Linked DNA regions of Mus musculus: region 1 is linked to region 2. The links are chromatin contacts, called in public HiCAR-type maps. All regions are on one chromosome and are shown on one strand. Each heading gives the region's core, a stretch centred on a gene start, on an enhancer-like site or on the middle of the called end of the contact. The rest is flanking DNA. Distances are from core to core; before and after follow the strand shown. Region 1 holds the start of Slc30a9 (solute carrier family 30 (zinc transporter), member 9). Region 2 holds the start of Klf3 (Kruppel-like factor 3 (basic)).

Region 1 (3,977 bases), core at 1,035-3,534, 2.5 Mb before region 2:
AGTATGCTTAGTCCAGACTGTGATGGGCTGTGTGAAATACACACTGCATTCTGAAGACAACACAAAATGGGAGACACCTTAACATTTTTTTAAAAATTATATGCCAGAATATATACTAGCTAAAGTATACTATTTTTACTTTTAAAAATAAGTCTACCACACAGTGCAAAACTACATGCTGTGGCCAGGCTCTTGAATACTGTCTTTCTTCTTTGACTTCACAGAGGTTTCTCATTTTTATGTATTTGTATCAGTCAATGGGTTCCTCCTGTTTACTCTTTAGTGTCATTTTGGTTTTTTGAGATGAAGTTTTTCTGTGTGGCTCTGGCTGTCTTGGGACTCATTCTGTGGATCAGGATGGCCTCAAACTCAGAAATCCTCCTGCCTCTGCTAGAACTAAAGGCATGGACTGCCATACCTGGCCGCCTCTGTTTATCCCTGAGAAGACTTCATTAGACAGGTAAGCATTCTAGAAGAAGAAACTAAACTTTATTTCTTCTCAAAGAAAATCATCTGGCTTTGGATCCCCAACTCCCTCTCCCCCAAAACATAAACAAACAAACAAAAACAAGACAAAAAGCTTCAAATAGTTTTTCTTGTAATATGCATCCAACTTAAATAGCACACTTTCTCCAAATGATTTTTAAATTTAACCATAGTTTTGATTGCTCTTTCAAATACCGTAACAAAACTTCCACCAAGGTGATGTTTCAAATTTAAAAAGGTGTTAAGTGTTAAAAACACTAAATTTTTTGTAGTAATAAACATCCTAAAAGAACTCTGCAAAGTAGTCCTAAATGAAGAGACTAATTACTATCTGAGCTACAGAGAATGGGACAAAGAGCCCAGCATTTTAGGCCCAGTGACAGCTACCCAGAATAAGAATTACAAATTACACTACTGCAACTCACCTCACCAACACTGAAGGGGCACTTTGGACAACATTTAACAGCCACTATATGTATATATATTTCTGTGTAATATGTTGAAGTTTATTTGGAGTTTTAAACAGAGGGCCCATTCTGTTCATAAGTGGCATACCGCCACCATGGGAAAACTAGCTACAGTATTCTGTCATTAACAACAAACTAAAACAGTGTATTGCAATCAATTCTTTTGCAACCTTAGAAACCAGCTTTTAATACGGTATGAATATATTCTACTTTATCTGCCCAGCACAGGAGTGTGTGACCGCTTTTATCAAAAAACCTGAATGGCTGCAGCTTTTGCCTTCCGATCCAAGTTTTTGAAGGGTGACTGTGAATGTTTGAGAAACGTTTCTGTAACCACTCTTTGCAAATCCCAAGAACCTGAGGGGCTCGGGTTAGCGGTGGATTTGGTCCTGTCCTCTCCTGGGCTCTGCTAGCAGTCCTCCGTGTCAAGCTACGGGAACAAGGGAGGTGAACAGAAACAGGACTTACACGTTTGATGCTACTTTAGAAACTCTCCAATAACTTGAATCTGACTGAGAAAGCAATGCTGACGAAGATGAAAACTCTCAATCCCACCCTGCGCCCAGGGTTATTTATGTACAGTTTCAGGAGACACTTTTGTCACCAAAAGGATTGTTCGATATAACCGCAAACTTCGGTGGGTTTCCTGTCCCCCAGACTATGCCCATTCGATAACTGTGAGAAGCCCTCACCTTAAGATCCGTATGTGACATCCACTTTGATTTAGGGAGATTTAAGAAAACGGGATGGCACTAAGAAAAAGTGTAGCGCAGGAGTACCTCACTCAACCTAAGCAGCAACAGAACTGCGGCGGCGGCCCAAGGGGACCCTCCAAGCTGGTGGAATCCGCCATTTCCCACGGCCTGTTTGGGTCACCCTGGGTCACCGCGATGTGCCCTAAGACCTCCGGGTCTGGAGGTCCGCCTCAGGGTGTCCCTACGCGGGTTGGCCGCTCCCCGGTAGCCGCGGCTCGCGGGGACACCTGTGAGGACCTTGCGAGACCGGCAGGCTCTGTCTGGGTTGGAGAAGGGCAAGCGGGCGGGCCAACTGCCGAGGCCAGGCGCGGCCTCCACCGGTCCGTCACTCACCCTGGCTGCGGCCGCGGGTCGCTGCCCGGCCGCCACCGAGCCTGCACAGCGCCGCCCAGCTGCACCTGTGCGCCGCGGCGGCGGCGGCCAAGCCCGGAAACATCCTGGCGGGGCAGAGGCCCCCACTCGGACACCACCTCCTGCCTCCGAGCCGCCTGCCGCGCCAACTGACTCCATAGACCGGACCCCGGCGAGCACGGATGTGTGCGCCGCGGCCGGCGGCCTCGGCGACCCGGAAGTCATGGGGGTGTGGCGCGACAGCGGAAGTGACGGAATATGCCAGCGGGGGCGGGGTGGGCGGTGCTTCTGGCCAGCACCGGGCCAGGACGGTGTGCGCTGCCGACTGTGCTGGGCATTTGTGAGTCCGTGTCGTGTCCCGGGAGACAGTCTTACGAAGCGCCGCCGGGGCGTGGGAAGCAGGAGGAGAAGGCAGGGTTTAAGCCTCTGTCCCCTTTCCTTTTGAACCCTCGGCACCGCTCTGTCCAACACCGTGGTCACCTTGCTGATCACTCAACCTCCGCTTCTCGGTCGTAGTATAACAAAATTAGAGGCGTGCATAAAATTTGAAGTCGCGGTACTATGTGTACGCGAAGATGGAGCAGTTTTTCAAACAGCCTGGTCCCAGAGAGAAAGAAACCTGAACACATTCGCCTGTTTTAACCATTACCATGTCAGGTTCATTCAGTTCTTAGCTTAAGCCTTCTTTCACCACCCTAATTATAATTAACGTGGTTCTCATTTTTAAATAGTTACCCTGTACACTTTTCTTCAAAATACCACTACTGAAATTATTGTCCCCCCGGAATAGAGAATAGCTATATGGACACTGGATCCTGTGCAGTATACGTATACTACTATATTCCAGGGGCTAAGTCAATACCTGTCTGGCCAGATAAATAGAATGGGATGCATGTCCAGTTGTTTTAAAGATTAATTTAAATCGCTTAGTGAAAGTACTGTAAAATAAAATTTTAAATGGAAAATGAGTGCACAGGGCCGAGGGAAGGTATAGGGAACTTTCGGGATATCATTTGAAATGTATATAAAGAAAATATCTAATAAAAAAATAAAGAAAATGAGTGCAAATCAGTAAATGGGGAGGAAACCCACCACTTTGAGTGGACTTGAGGCTCCCTTCACAGGAGGGAATCCACCTCTGGTAAGGTTAAGCAGGTCAAAAGCCCATGGCTAACAAGGTTGTGGTCTCTAGTAAAAGGCTATTGCAGCTATTTGGATAAATATATTATGGTCTGACACCCCTTCCCCCATAACTGTAGCCATTTTGTTCCATGCTTGCCAGTTATATTACTACTCTAACATGCCTGCCACTCACTGACCAAGAAGTGACTTGGCTCAAGAACATGCTGACCACATAACCATGGTTTTGTCCTGTATGTTCTGAATGTTATGTATGAGGTTTGCTAATCTTAAGAAATTCCATCAAATCAAAGGTCAACACGAACTGTTCTGTGTAAAACGGCTTGAGTTAGAGCTGACCACCGGACAGCCCTTCCTGCACCTACATATGAGCTCACTGTGGTTTTTGTGGCTGACAGTGAAGAATGCTTCTAATAAGCTAAAAAGTTATAACACTCATGCTCTGTTATCTCGATGTCCTGAAATTCCCCTGTTCACCATGCATCCCGACACTTTCCTTACCTTACTCAGGACCCATCAGCTGATATACTTTGCCTCGTGAGCCTTCCTTGCCCTTTAAACTTCTGTACCTTGTTTTTTGGGTTTTGTTTTGTTTTGTTTTGTTTGTTTGTTTGTTTGTTTGTTTCGAGACAGGGTTTCTCTGTGCAGCCCTGGCTGTCCTGGAACGCGCTCTGTAGACCAGACTTTCCTCGAACTCAGAAATCCACCTGCCTCTGCCTCCCAAGTGCTGGGATTAAAGGCGTGCGCCACCATGCCCGGCCTGTACCTGTTTTTTTGT
Region 2 (4,348 bases), core at 299-2,798:
CTTTCTTCATAAACCCTAACTTACAAAATTATTAAGATGTTTGTTACATTCCTGGGATGAGGCAAGTTATCATGCAAGCAGAATTTCTTATAAAAAGTGTTCCTCAAATTTATGCATAAAGTTCTCATTTATCTTAACTGGCCCACGTTCACTCAATTTTGCTTAGTGACAAGATATCAAATCCAAATGAATTCAGAATACCAATTCATACTTCCCCCCCAACACCACTCTTGAGAATAAAGTATCTCCAACAATATTAGAGGAAAAAAAATATAAGTTCTTAGAACCAAATCTCATGACTCCGTGTAAAATAAAATCTCAATGACTCTGTGTAAAGTGTTTATTTTGAAGAATACAAGGTAAACATTATCCAGTGTCCATTTAACCTGAATTATTCAAAGGCTCATTCATATTCAATTAGTATTATTGTAAAATACTACTATTGTAAGTACTGCAGTAAAAATTTACAGAAGTGTTTCTGTTATCCGCCAAAGACATGGATATGACAATTCCAACTCTTATTTGCCACCTCCAAGCTATCCAAAGGTTCTGGTCCACACCACTGTCCTGTGGTCCCTACAGGGCTCCGGTTCCCTAACACCGAAGGCGCTCTGCACTGCTAGCCACGCTGCAATCCTTTGCTTCAGGCACTGCGGCAGGTTCTCTCCAAGTCCCCAAAGGCAGTCTCTCCAAACCTCGGTGGTTCTTTTCCTCCCCCCTGCCTTCCCCCACAAGCCAAATGACCCAGCAGTTAGCGCGCTCCGGGTACGGAAAAGGGGATGCTTCTTCAGTCCCAATCGCCCCCAAGTTTCTCGCCAGGGGCGCTGGAGGCTGGGCTCCAAGTTTGCTGGGCGGCAGCTGGGGGGCGCGGGCGGGGGGCGGGAGCCCCGAGTCCAGGCGGGAGGGGGAGGAGCAGGCGCGCGGCCTCGCCGCTACCTGGCTCCTTCCAACGCGGCCGCTCGCGGGGTGCGCCGGGGGCTCCGATGGGAACCGAGCGCGGGGGACCCGGGACCACACAGGTGAGCCCCGCCCGCGGGCTCCCAATCCACCGAGTTCCCCTATCCCACGATCCCGCCCGCCATCCCCTCCCCCTCGCTCCTCCACCCCAGCTCCGAAGCACTTTCCCAAGCCCGAAGGAGCCCTCGCTGCACCCCGAACCCGTTCTCCGCGTCCTGCTTTCTCCGAAGGGAAAAAAAAAAGGAGAGAAAGAGAGAGAAGCAAGCAGATGCGGCGCAAAGCGGGGCGCAGGACGGCAAGGTGAGGGCGCGGGGACTTACTCTGCCAAGCGCGGTGCCGAGCGCAGCGGCCAAGAAACCCAGGCCCGGCTCCCCGGCGCCCGGAACCCCGCGGGCCGGCAGGTCAAGCGCTTCGGGCCGGACGGCGTCCGGGATAGGGACCGCGACCGCACGGACGCGCGGGTGGGGTTGGCTCGGGTGGCGCTCGCACTGCGCTCCGGCCGCGGCTCCGCGCGGCTCGGCTCCCCGCTCCCCTCTGGCTCCTTGGCACCAACTCTGGGCAGTCACATGACGCCGGCGCCGCTCGCTCTGCGAGCCTCCCCGGGGCTGGCGGGGTAAGTAGAGGCTGGGAGCCGGGGTGGGAGGGTCAGGGAGGGGCAGCGGGAGCCGCCACAGCCGCCCGGGCTGGGAGGGGTCCCCACCCACTTGGGTGGAGGCAGCCGCCGGAGGGGTCGGCGAGTCACTGGCAAACACGCACCCCGCCCTGCCCTTCCCCGCCCCCGCCTCCCGCGCCGCCCCCGCCCGCGCCCCGCCCAGTCACCCGGGGCCAGCCTGACAGACACTCATTATTCCCCGGAGCCGGGCGCCGCCCCGCCGGCTCGACCTGTCCCGGGAGGCGCGGCGCGGCCTCGGGGCTGGGCGTGAGCGGCCCCCGCCCGGCTCTCCACCCTGGGCCTCCACCCCGCCTGAGCGCTCCGCCCGGCGCCCTGAGCCCGCGGCCCCGCCCTAGCTGTCCTGGCCTCCTCGCTGCGGCCCGAGCCCCGGGGGGAAGGAAGGGCGGCGTTGGCCCGCTCCGGGCGTCACACGCTCTACGGCCCCTAGCGCCGCTTCCAAAACACACAGCCCGGGTTCGCAGGCGAGCCGAGGAGTGGGGGAGCGAGGCCGTCAATCACTCGCTCCCGCGGGAAGGGCCGCCCCTCCCGGGCAGAGGGCGGTGGAGCGGGTGTTGCGGCCCAGGATGCCCTGTCCCTACGTCGGGGAGCGCGGTGCTCCAGGAGCGATCGCTGCCTTGTGCACAGGGGTCGCGCTGCAGCCTGCGCGCTGGCGCTGTTCGGAGACTTCGGGTCGCCCCTGTTCTTTCGCCTACCCTGCAGGGGCCGCTTCCAGCCTGGAGGGACTTTTCTTGGAAAGGTGGAGACCCCCGGAGGAGTGCGACTCCCCAAGGGCCCGATGCTCTGGAGCGAAAAGGCGTTCGCTGGTCAGCCTTGCTGCCAGAAAATTTAGCAAACTTCGGGCAGATCCTCCCACCTGGGGCGAGAGCTCTGGCTGGCCTGGGGCTCAGCCCCGGGACCTTTCCTTTCACACTTTAAGAGCCTCAAGGCACTTTTTCCGTGGAAACCAGGCCAGCGCGAGGACAACTTCGCTGAGCTTGGTGCTAGGCTAGAGTCGGAGGCTTTTGAGTTTCCTTTTAAAACAGTATTAATGTAATAAGGAACGCAATAAAAAGAACAAAGGACAAATTGGTTCAATTGTTTTAGTTCTGTGTAATGTTTTAAAACAACCCGGCTTCAGTCTATGGCTTGTTATTACTTCAAGATGTTTTAAAGGCCCTGTAAGTTCACCATTCTCACTTCACTTTGATGCTTCAGCCAGGCATGGTACTACTTAAAACGTAGTGATACATAGATTCCCCACTCCTTGTTGTAACTACAAGGTACAATTAAACTAGAACCCAGTAACCTCCAACACTGAAATTGTCTGTCCTGAGGAGACCCAGAACCCACTAGTTCACATTCCAGTATAATGTCCTGTTTAAAATGTAAGTGGTGAGGGTCTTGGGTGGTTTATTTCCAAATAAAATAGTCAAAGAAAAAGTTGGGTTTTTGTTTGTGTGTGTGATTTGTAAATTGCTGCTCCTAGGTGACCAATCATTAGCAATATATTTGAATGGCTAGGATTTAAATGAGAGATAGAAAGAAAAAAAAAGATAAAGTAGATCAGATGGCTTGAAAAGTGGCCCAAGATAAGAAGGGTGGGGATGGGGGTGGGGGTTAACACCTTAGTGAGCACTGATTTGGGTGCCTCTAGGGAAAAAGATCTAATCAAAGCCTGAGTGCTTGTAGTGCTGAGTAGCTCAGCAAGAGACACAGAAACTCTTCCAGGTGGGCAAGTCGGAACTGCCTGAAGTCATCCCTGACCCTTGCCCCTCCCTAGCAGATCGCCAAACTGTCTCCCATCATTACTTACTCCTTGGCCACTACCCTGGTACACCCTGTTGCAACAGTGTCTCCCATTTGTAGCATGATTAAAGGTGTGGGAAGAGAGTGGAAGCAATGGAGTAAGAATGTCCTTTCTAAATAAAGTACAGATCTAAATGTGTCAGTTTCTTGGGTGACTCAGTTTGGGTTCGACCTTTCTATCTGTACCGAAGGGTATCTGTCTTAGTTACTTTTCTATTGCTCTGCTGAATGCCATGATCAAGCTACCTTCGAGAAGGAAGGGTTCATTTGGGGTTTGTGGTTTCATCCTCATCACCATCACCGTGGGAAAGTGTGGCCCCAGGTAGGTATGGCAGCAGGACCTGCTGAGAGCTTACATTCTGAACTGGAGAAGCATAGCACTAACTGGGGATGGGGTGGGGTGGCCTTTTGATATCTCAAGCCACTCCCCAGCAACCCCCTTCCTCCAGCAAGGCATCTCCCAAACCTCCGGAAACAGGGCTACCAACAGGAAACCAAGTATTCAGGTGCCCAAGAAGATCTCATTCAGACCAGCACGTTCTGCTCACTGGCATCTCTAGTCTGACCATACAGTAATGCAAAACACATTTAGTCCAGCTTCAAACGTCCTCATAGTCTTTCAGTCCCAACCCTGATTTCTAAGTCCAAAGTCTCTTCCAAGGCTCAAGACAATCTCTTAGTTATAACTTTCTATAAAATTTAAAAGCAAGTGACATGCTTCTAATGTACAGTGGCACAGAATATACACAACCATTTCAAAAGGGAGGGATGGAGGTATAGAGAGCAAATACTGGAGCAAAGCAACTCTGAACCGCAGCAGGGAAAAACTCCAAAGTTCTCTATCTCTTTGTCTGATGCCAAATGTCTCTAACATTCCAGCTCTGCTGCCGGTAACACACTCGTCTCTCTTGGGTCCATTCCACGCCTTATGGG

Evidence for each region. HiCAR-type assays count read pairs that join an accessible place to other places.
Region 1: a contact with region 2 is called in a HiCAR-type map of astrocytes, with 2.8 times the contacts expected there. The contact joins the promoter of Slc30a9 here to the promoter of Klf3 in region 2. A contact is called at or near these places in 1 of 39 promoter capture datasets (erythroid cells) and 1 of 115 datasets of contacts at active chromatin or transcription factors (astrocytes).

The regions. Positions count from the first base shown.
Region 1 is chr5:67,305,262-67,309,238 of GRCm38.p6, reverse strand. Slc30a9 (solute carrier family 30 (zinc transporter), member 9) reads right to left here and starts at 2,284. Exons shown (of 18, transcript NM_178651.4): 1 at 2,042-2,284. The coding sequence starts at 2,144. RefSeq lists a cis regulatory region at 1,913-2,636.
Region 2 is chr5:64,800,721-64,805,068 of GRCm38.p6, reverse strand. Klf3 (Kruppel-like factor 3 (basic)) reads right to left here and starts at 1,548. Exons shown (of 6, transcript NM_008453.6): 1 at 1,278-1,548. It overlaps Gm38457, which reads left to right. Exons shown (of 2, transcript XM_006504241.4): 1 at 1-1,019; 2 at 1,110-2,699. The coding sequence starts at 780. The coding sequence ends at 1,574.